2 separate regions of the Drosophila melanogaster genome follow, and region 1 is linked to region 2. The links are chromatin contacts, called in public Hi-C maps. All regions are on one chromosome and are shown on one strand. Each heading gives the region's core, a stretch centred on a gene start, on an enhancer-like site or on the middle of the called end of the contact. The rest is flanking DNA. Distances are from core to core; before and after follow the strand shown.

What was found. A called contact is a pair of places that touch in the nucleus more often than the background predicts.
Region 1: a Hi-C map of the Kc167 cell line shows a contact between it and region 2, with 1.6 times the contacts expected there. The contact joins the promoter of Kif3C here to the promoter of lncRNA:CR45201 in region 2. A contact is called at or near these places in 10 of 107 Hi-C or Micro-C datasets (the Kc167 cell line, the S2 cell line, eye imaginal disc and 2 more).

The regions. Positions count from the first base shown.
Region 1 is chr4:1,145,275-1,150,573 of dm6, reverse strand. Kif3C (Kinesin family member 3C) reads right to left here and starts at 3,108. Exons shown (of 5, transcript NM_143682.4): 1 at 2,956-3,108; 2 at 1,361-1,585. The coding sequence starts at 3,027. The region is part of intron 1 of CG32017; the gene reads left to right.
Region 2 is chr4:955,973-961,241 of dm6, reverse strand. lncRNA:CR45201 (long non-coding RNA:CR45201) reads left to right here and starts at 1,808. Exons shown (of 1, transcript NR_123751.1): 1 at 1,808-2,018. 4E-T (eIF4E-Transporter) reads left to right here and starts at 2,850. Exons shown (of 8, transcript NM_166798.2): 1 at 2,850-3,236; 2 at 3,353-4,697. The coding sequence starts at 3,211. It also overlaps asRNA:CR44030.

The DNA of each region.
Region 1 (5,299 bases), core at 1,859-4,358, 190 kb before region 2:
TTGTCAATAAGGCCAGCGGTGTGCTTGGTTTTATAAAAAGGTGGTCTACGGAATTTAATGATCCTTACATGACTAAAACCTTATTTATTTCGCTAGTCCGTCCGATTCTTGAGTATGGATACCCCTTATCTTAAATTATTGTAGATCTACTCAACCTCGGCCAGAAGCTTTTCTTTAACATTTTCATGAACTTTCAAATATGTTTAGGATAAAAGCTTTATACTGAAATTATTTCACATTTAATGTGAAACTAAAATAAGTGTGCGAGTGTGCATAAACTCTCTCTGAATTTTTTTGAACTATGGGCTTCTCCGGACTGATGGCTCCAGTTATTTTAGCATTGCTTAATTCCCTGGGCAGCGAAGACCATCTCTCTTCCATTGGCCATTTTGGACAACAAAAATTTAAATTTGTTCATTGCGTTTTTTACTAAATCAAATATATACAAACATCCATGATATATGCTTAAATCTATTAATATGCGAAAACATTTAAACCACGCCACAAAAATGTTAAACTATATTCCTAATGATCCACTCTGGTAATCGAGAAAGCCGACTATAGTGTTCTCTCTTAATTTTCTTTTTCCGACTAAATTTCTGAAAATATTTGGGAAAGATGCAGGACGGACATGACTGTCACAATGTGGTTGTATGTACTTATTAAGAATATACATATGTATAAATTAAGTATTTTATGCCGGTGTAATCGCGCGCGGCTATACGAGTCTGGGTGTCGGGCGGGGCCGCGACAATTAAAGACAAGGAGTTAATATTAATTCTTTATTTGCTAAGCCAAGCGGAGCTGTGGCGTTGGAGTACGAAATCAAACTAAAGCTACAAATACAGAAATTCAAGTTAGGAGCTAAAATAGAAAACGAATCACATTGTTGCGGTTTCATATTCGTAGCGGTCATGCAAATAAACAAAGTTTGCCAGCTACGTAACGACGTCCGGCATAATGCTTACATTGCAGAATGCCTTCGTCGACGTATTTCATGCGGTGGACATAGCGACGGTAACTTTAGTTAATTATATACTTTATATGGTTGCCAATGTCTTCGGGCTTAACCGTAAAATCAGATGTTTTAATGTAATATCGGAAAACGTACAATCAATGTAAGTTTTAAAAATGTTGTAGCACAAAAAGCACAATATTTTACCCTTTTCGAGCGGCAAGCATTATAAAATATTCAGTCGGACATGGCCGCTCGACTCATCTCGGCTGGTGGTCCTGTTAAGGAATTTATACACTTTATACCTGTTCATTTTTTTTACGAATATAGTTAACCTTTAGCTATACTAGTCATTACTATACTACCCGTCTACATACATACACATTTACATATTTTGACAAGTACCTGCATTGTGTGTGTTTTCCCACAACCTGTTTGACCGTAAGCAAAAATGGTTCCATTATATCCTTCGATTGTACTCTCAACTAATGAATAACACATCTCGTCGTAAATCACTTCCGTGTCAGTTTTCATATTATAAACACTATCAAATATGAATTTTTTTTGTTGAGATATGCGAGCTGATGGATTAGTCACGGAAACTGCAAATTCATTAATTTCAACAATGTTCTGAAATGACAAAAGTAAATAAATTGTCGTTTTATTAAAAAATAAATTAATTTTATGATCGCAAAAAATCTTAGCTTTATATAACTTTGAAGTATATTCACCCCAAGACAATTATAATTTCGTAGGCATTTCTATCGGCTTTTGTGTCAGTTTGCTGACTTTGATTAATTCAAAGTTTGATTATTTAAGATAACCGAACGCCGTAAATTAAATCACCGAAAAGCTGCTAATCGCACTGATGACCAGAGAGAGAGAGACAGTCAAAGAAAATGTTGTATTGTATTACTATCTCAGAAATGTGATACTTATTATAGAAAAATGAATTAAATAGGCTTTAGATTCTAGGAGCTCTTGCACATAAAAGCAACAACTATCATAATATTAAAAATTATTCAAATGTGTGGGCGTGACCGGTTTGGCGGCCTTAGGGTGTTAGAGGTGGCGTGGCAAAAAGTTTTTTTGGCAAAACGATAGAAATTTACAAGACAAATAAAATTATGAAAAAATATCCAATAATTTTTCTAAAATGGTGGCGTTGCGACCACGACCACAATTTTTGAGAAATGTGTTGTATTTTTTCACATCTTTATTAGTCTCGTACGTTTGGGTTTCTTACAATAATTTAATTAATATCTATCGATTTGCAATAAAAAAAAATTTTTGTCACGCCCACTCTATTGAACAATTTTTTATACTTTAATTAGTCTTGTAAATTTCTATCGATTTGCAAAAAAACCGGTCACGCCCACACTTTTGAACAATTCTTAAATTTTATCCCATCTTATTCCCCAATATTTATCGATATCCCAGAAAAATTATGATATTTCGAGTTCGCGTTCACACTAGTAACGGGTAACTGATAGCCGCGGAAATTGACTACAACATTCTCTCTTGTTTAAATTATCTATACGAAGTCTGCCGGGAAGCTAGTACTTAATGTAAACATATCTATTAATTGCGTATTTATAATGCGTGTTCGGAGCGGATCGCCAGGGCCTAGTCATGCATAGGTGTATCACTTTACTAACACAACTTTATTAACCTGCATGATAAGTCCCAGTCTCCAAGGAATCCTGAAAACGCTAAAACTTTCTTTTACCCAAATATGTTTTGTTAAGGGTATTGAAGGATTATCATCTTCCATATATTTAGAAAAGACAATGTTTAATGAATGTATTTAAAAGTTAGTGTTTTTGATTTCCACCAAGTCGCTGTAGTTTGGAAGTACAGCAAATTTGCTTTCCTTACCTGTTACACACTCTTAACAAAACAAAATATTTAAAATCCCAAAAGTGTTCGGCAAAAAAATTTAACCTTCTCTTTGTAATGTCGATATAAAGTCGATGTAATAAATTAAAATATACACTTACTTGACAGTTTCGTTCTTTTTCAGTTTGGTTCATCGGACGACATCGAACAACAACTTTAATATTTTCACTCATTTTCCTGTGTTGGTCAAAATAAGTCTTAAAGTTTACTTAAAATTCAACTAAAAATATTTATAATTGCTTCAAGAGAAAATCCATACATGAAATTAAAAGCTACTTTGAAAGTATTCGAAATACATTCACGTAAAGCTCCGAATTTAAATCATTTTCATACCATAATTTTGGTAGAATCAATAAGTCTTTCCCAACCTTGTGAAATGAAACCGCTCATCATCCAAAGTTTTAAAGAACTTTGAATTTCAAAGCAACATTTTTTACTTATGTGTATAAAATTGCCATTTGACTGAAGTAAAAATAAAGATTTTAGTCAAATTTTTAAATATCCTGATTTGGTATACCCTTTAACAATACGAGTAACGAGTAATAATACGAGAAAAAAGTGCTAAACGTTGCGTGCAACATAATAGATTATCGGCATTTTGTGAAAAACCACATGTTTTTGAATTCAAATAAAAATTTATGCATTCCATTATTATGCATAAGTATATAATTAGGTATATTATGGATAATTCGCATCGGCAGTTAAATGAAAATATAAAAATATACTTCCATTTTGAATTGCGTAAGAATATTGTATTTTGTATTAAACACAAGTTTTTTTGAAAACTTAGGAAATAAGCCTTTCTTATATCGTACGATCATAACGGGCGACACACAAGATTCGATTATACACTTAGCGTATTTTAAAATGGGTTATATAATTAAAGCTTGCCCATATTGCTTAATTTAGGCTAAAAACAAAAGAGTTAATTTTAATCCAAATTTTAATAAATTTTTGAAGCTAACAACAATTCGATATTACCCAGTGTGAAAAACCATTCTGTGCCTCACGATTTCTTCGAAATCGATAGGGAATGTATGGGAATGCTCTATTATAATACACATATAAACTAATTTTGCAAAGCTTTAAGCTCCCGTTTTGACCACTGTAACCTGAAAAGAGGGCTACGATTTTTGAACACGCGCACGCGTGATCTTAGGATGCAAGTCACATACGATATGAACCAACCCTCACTTAGTCACGTTTCCGCGGAGTGTTGTAGACGTCATAGCAAAGAGTATTCATTACAGGTACACGGTACCATATTTCAAGCAAAGCGCGTTTGTTAGGCATTACCGTCAAATATTAAAGATAATTAAATTTTGAAAATATTGTATAAATATTTCAAAAACTTACCAGTTAATTTAACAATTATTTGTACTTTTTAATTGTATTAAGTAAAACTTGTATTAATGATATGTATTTATAATAATTTTTTCTATTTAATTTTATTTTAATTTCATTCATTTCATCATTTAATTTTAAACAATCGAGTTTTTCAGATAATAATATGTAAGTTCTTAAATTGAGCTTTAACGACGTAGTGAATATCTATCTGCGCATGACTTAAATTTTAATTTTGTTCTTACGAAAACTGTGTATATAGGTACGAAAGCGATTCATTCATAAAATACATATACAGTTTTATACAACTCAAAACATTTAAAAAATGTATAAACGTAAATAAAAAATAATACATATATCATTATTGAGTTTTGTAATCTATTTATATATACATATATACATATATACATATTTATATATTTATATATTTACATATTTATATATTTATATATTTATATATTTATATATTTATATATTTATATATTTATATATTTATATATTTATATATTTATATATTTATATATTTATATATTTATATATTTATATATTTATATATTTATATATTTATATATTTATATATTTATATATTTATATATTTATATATTTATATATTTATATATTTATATATTTATATATTTATATATTTATATATTTATATATTTATATATTTATATATTTATATATTTATATATTTATATATTTATATATTTATATATTTATATATTTATATATTTATATATTTATATATTTATATATTTATATATTTATATATTTATATATTTATATATTTATATATTTATATATTTATATATTTATATATTTATATATTTATATATTTATATATTTATATATTTATGTATTTATATATTTATATATTTATATATTTATGTATTTATATATTAATATTTATTTATGTATATATGTATATATATGTAGGTTTTTTATATCTTTAATTATTTAAATGTTATAACAAAATAGGAATTCAAAGACTACCCACTATATACAATAATTCCTTTTCACGCTGCTGTATAAAGTTTTCTACGAATTTTTAAAGGATAGTACGTGCTTTTGGGTTGTATACAGTTTTCTATAAAGTTTAAA
Region 2 (5,269 bases), core at 559-3,058:
ATTGGTTTGGCACTATGCAGCCACTTTTTTGGTGACGGCCAAAATTGCTGTCTGTCCGCTCGCTTACAATGAGAGTGTAAGAAATCTAAAAATAGAATTTGCTTGCTTGTGTAAGTAAAAGCAAGAGACCAGAACGCGTATATGTGTGCGTGTTGTGATAGAAAACGATTTTCGGGCCGAAATCAATTCTGATTGAAGAAACGAATTTACATATTTGAGGAGTTTTGTCCGATTTCGTAGCAATATGACAAAATTGCGCGCTTTTTAAAAATATCAAATTGGAATATAACAAAAAAAAACTGAAATCGAACAACTGAATCTAATGTGCATGTTAAATAATAAAAATTGATCATTTACATACATCATATTAAGTCAAATGACTTAATAAATATACTAAATAATTAAGGAAAATACCAAGGAAGTATAACTACTGTAATTTAAAACATAAATTTCCCAAATAGAAGACATTATATTGAGAAATAAATATTCCATAAAAATAATACGTAGTAGAAAATACAAATTTATAACATAAACAAAAATATGAAAACTGTTTATTGGAAGTATATCTTGAGGCACGAAGTGCAGACGAAAGCACTCAACAATGTCTTATTAATTTTTCACAAGTCGCAAGCTGAATCATTCATTTCATTTCATTCAGTCATTTTTAAAATTTATTTTGTGACATTATGATTCGGCTTTTACTATTTCTAAGCTATATTTAAATAATAATAACGTTAAGGCAATGCAAAACAAGAATTTTTCGCACGGTGCCAATTGATCAAAAATAATATAGATTTAATGTCTATGAACTTCTAAGGTGAAGGGCATACATATGTACATATATTGTCAAATTTACAATGCATGGATACGTGTGCACACACACAGTTGTCTGCTATCACTGTATGCGTAGAAAAGAGCTGTGCGCTGTAGCGCTCTCCGCTCTCTCGCTCTCGAACAAAAATTCGAGGGGGCCTGGAGCCACGGCGAAAAAACCGTGTGCCAAAAAATCGTAAGACGTTACGCATCCTGTTATTCTAATGTCTTTGGTATGATAATCTTTAACAATTTATTTCAAATTATTACTCCCTTGGACATGGTATGTGACGACAAATTCTCACCATACGAAAAATATGAAAAACTTTGATTTTTAATAACTCGACATATGGCTTTATTTGTACCACATTTCTTCGTACTGTGCCATACCATCCCTATTTTGCCATCCTTACGATACCGCCGTCATTATCTTCATTAATGGGTGGGTAGAGACCGTTAGGTCAATGCAGGACGGCATATAGAAATTGGGTGACGCACTCTTAGACCATAACCAAAACTATCGTATATTCTCAAAAAAAGGGGACTATGACTATAAAAATAGCTATGTATTTAACTCTAAACCTCTATAGATTTTGATAGACCATGACATTGTGTGGAACATGATGTCATTTTCTAGACATTGTGCACGAAGATCATTCCCGAAGTCGACCGAACACTTATTCCGTGCATGTTTCATCAGACCGCCGGCAGCATATTTTAGCGTTAGGCGTGCACTTCCTTGTATAACTGTGTACACCTACAAAAAATTTCAAAATCAATCTATCGGGCACGCTCCGTTAATCGAAGTACTTTACGATTTCGATTTTAAAGATTGGTGCTCCGGTTTTCAAATTCGTAAGGATTTTCGATGTGTATAACGGGCACTTTTGTCTGGCCGAAATGAAAAGTATATGCCCATTTTTATATCACGTTAGATCTTAACCAAGGGAAAAAATAGTTCAGTAGTCTATTGATTTATATTCATTAGTTATTTTATATACAATTTATTTCTGACCCCATCAAAAATTTGATATACAAAATTTTGCTGTCGGCAACAAAAATTTTCGATTTGGCATTTTAAAACGCAAGATCGGTGCTCCGGTTTTCAAATTCGTAAGGATTTTTCGATTTGTAAAACGGACACTTTTGTCTGGCCGAAATGAAAAGTATATGCCCATTTTTATATCACGTAAGATATTATTTACCAAGGGAAAAAATAGTTTACTCAGTGGTCTATTGATTTATATTAATTATTTATATTCATTATTTATTTTATATACAATTTATTTCTGACCCCATTAAAAATTTGACATACAAAATTTTGCCGTCGGCAAAAAAAATTTTCGATTTGGCATGGGGTCATGCGTGCGTCGACTAAACTTACTTATAAAATATAAAAGAATTAATTATCTTAATTTAAAAGATGGCCTATAGTGTTCGTAAGTAATGCTATTTAATTTAATTAATTAAACGGTCAAAATGCAGTAAAAAATTAAATGCGAACATCGGAATTAAAATTGTGAAAAAGGTGTCCGCTGGAAAACAGCTTAAACAGCTGTTTACTGTACAGAAAACACTCCGACAGCAAAAAATTTTACGAAATCAAATCGAATTCGGAAACAAATTACGATTATTCGGTAATGCATGCCTGATTATAATTTCTTGATTTGTTTTATATTAAATTTAAAATTTAATAGTTTAATAATATAAAAATATTCTTATTTATATTATATATTATGAGTATTTCAAATGTAAATAATCATATAAACTATTTTATAAAACATCGACGTTACATAAATAAAATTTATTTTTTGTTTTTCAAGTGTAAATAATAATATTAATCATTTTAGAAAACATTCGGCACCTTTACTCGACGCTCATACGAACGGACAGATATGCTTAGTCTGGTATCGCTTTAGCACCAGTAGGAAAAACCTAGAATTTCTTTTCCCACAAATGTCACAACTTCAAAATTCCATTGTTTCACGGTGTTTCTCTTTTAATGTTTCAATATTAATATATATAATGCCTTAAGGTTCAATAAGAACAAAATATTTTCAATGTCTATATCCCACTCCAATTTAGCGTGATATTCACAAAGCTAATCGCAACATTGTGAGCATTAAAAATTGTTATATATGTATGTAAGCGTCTTGGGATTATATTCTCATGAAACTCAACAGTCATATATATGGCCTTAAAATACGTATATATATATATATATATTAATTTTTCAAAGTGTGTGTTTGCATAAGTGGTGTGTACTATTTGTATATTCATTGTACAATTTCTCCCGTTCATATAGGAGAGTGTTCTGTTTTTAATAATTTTGGATATCTTAACTTTTTCGACTTTCTGTAATAAGTTAGATTACACAGTGAACTATAGTCCTTAGCAATGGATACATCAAAGATTAGTGCCAGGTATGTGGATTAAATATTGGTAAATTTTAGTCAACTTTTTCGATATTATTCTCGCGTACTGTTTTTTTAAACTTGTATATGTACTAACATTGTTTTAACAATCTGTTTCACATTAGGTACTCGAAAGTAGACCTGTTAGCTCTAAGATATGAAGGTAAAAGTCGACAGCGCCCGCAATGTTCAACACGACTTGAATTGCAGACGCTAGGTTTTTGGAAAATTAATCTGAACACAGCTGCGTTAACCGTGTCCAGCGCCTATTCTAATCAAAACAAGAATCGACTTTCTCCAGAAGCAGATAACTCGAGCTTAATTTGTTCCAATAGTAGCTCAATAAGTTCACGTCGCGCTATGAGAAATCGAGAACGGGCAAACAACTATTACCAGCGCTTCGTACCTACCGATTCTCTTCTAATAAGTGGGGAGGATAAAGATAAGGATGCGCTTTCTCATGGACAGCCCTATAAGTTGAATATCATCGATCACCGTAGCATATCATCTTCACATTTAATGCCGGCATTTGCAAAGAGGCGTTTTGTCATATCGAAAGGCAGCAACAGCGAGGAAAGCAACGAGGGGATAAACACTTGTGCAAGCAAGGGCAAGGCAGCCAGTTCGCCTAGCCGTAAGGGTAGCGAGTTGGATACTGCTGAGACATGTTTGAATTTTGTTCAGCCGGATCACGACCAATGCATGTCATCTTCACCTACATTTTCAACATCCCGCCAAGAAAGGCGGATTGGTAGCGGTCGGCTGTTGCCAAGAAGTGATAATTGGGATTACAAAAACGAAAAGACCGTAGAAGCCAGCATTGAGAATGAAAAGGAAACATCTCCAAATGGATCTGGAAGTACAAGCAGTCTTAATCAGCACAATCAAAGCCAACATCGTTCTCGAACATTCAGTGGAAGGTTAGTTGAACGTGTTCCCGAAGTCACAGATCGTCGTTTTCAATATGACTCCAAAAAGTCTTTTGATCGTCAGGGAATTAATAATCGACGCATTTCTGGTAAGGAGCCTTTCAGTACTCAAAGCCGAAGCAAGCGTGGCAATTCCTATCTCATTCACGAAGAACCTGAATGGTTCAGTGCAGGACCTAAATCACAGCTAGAAACTATTGATCTACACGGGTTTGAAGACCTGGAAAAAAACGAAGAGCGATCCGTAACTGAAGATAAAAATAATCAAATTCAACAACTTGATAAAAATTTAGACGCGCAAGCAAGCAAAGATGAAGCTTCGATGAGAAACAGCAATGATAGTTTAAATTTCCGCGAAGTCATTCCAAGTGATGAAAAGAAGCACACTGACGAAAATGTAGTGACTTCTATTCAAAACTCAACAGATCTCGGCCATCCCAATAAAAACAAACCAATTCAGATGCAGCCCAGTCAGAATCCTGAAAGTGAATTTAATTTTGATGCCTTTCTTAATATGCATCCCTTGGATAATTCCGTTTTGGTAAATATATTGCAAAAACTAGATTTTAAGGAATGAGTACCTAATCCATTCAGACATTACATGGACAACTTCCGGGTTACCTTTTATTGACGGATCAATAATAGTATTCAAATAAGCTGTAAATAATGATATTAACTCCCGTTACTCAAGTAAAGGGTAAAGAGTTAAAGGGTATACTAGATTCGTTGAAAAGTATGTAAACTATATATTCTTGATCAGGATCAATAGCCGAGTCGAACTGGCCATGTCCGTCTGTCCGTATGAACGTCGAGATCTCAGGAACTAAAAAAACTAGTATGTTGCAATTTAGCATACAGATTATAGATACGAAGACGCAGCACAAGCAAAGACACTAGAATAACAAGATGCGTAACGGCCATACATTGGTTTTGCACTATGCAGCCAATTTTTTAGTGACGGCCAAAATTGCTCTCTTTCCGCTCGCTCCCGCTGAGAGCATAAGAAATCTAAAAATAGAATTTGCTTGCTTGTGTGAGTAAAAACAAGAGACGAGAACGCATATATGTGTGCGTGTTGTGCTAGAAGACGATTTTCGGACCGAAATCAATTCT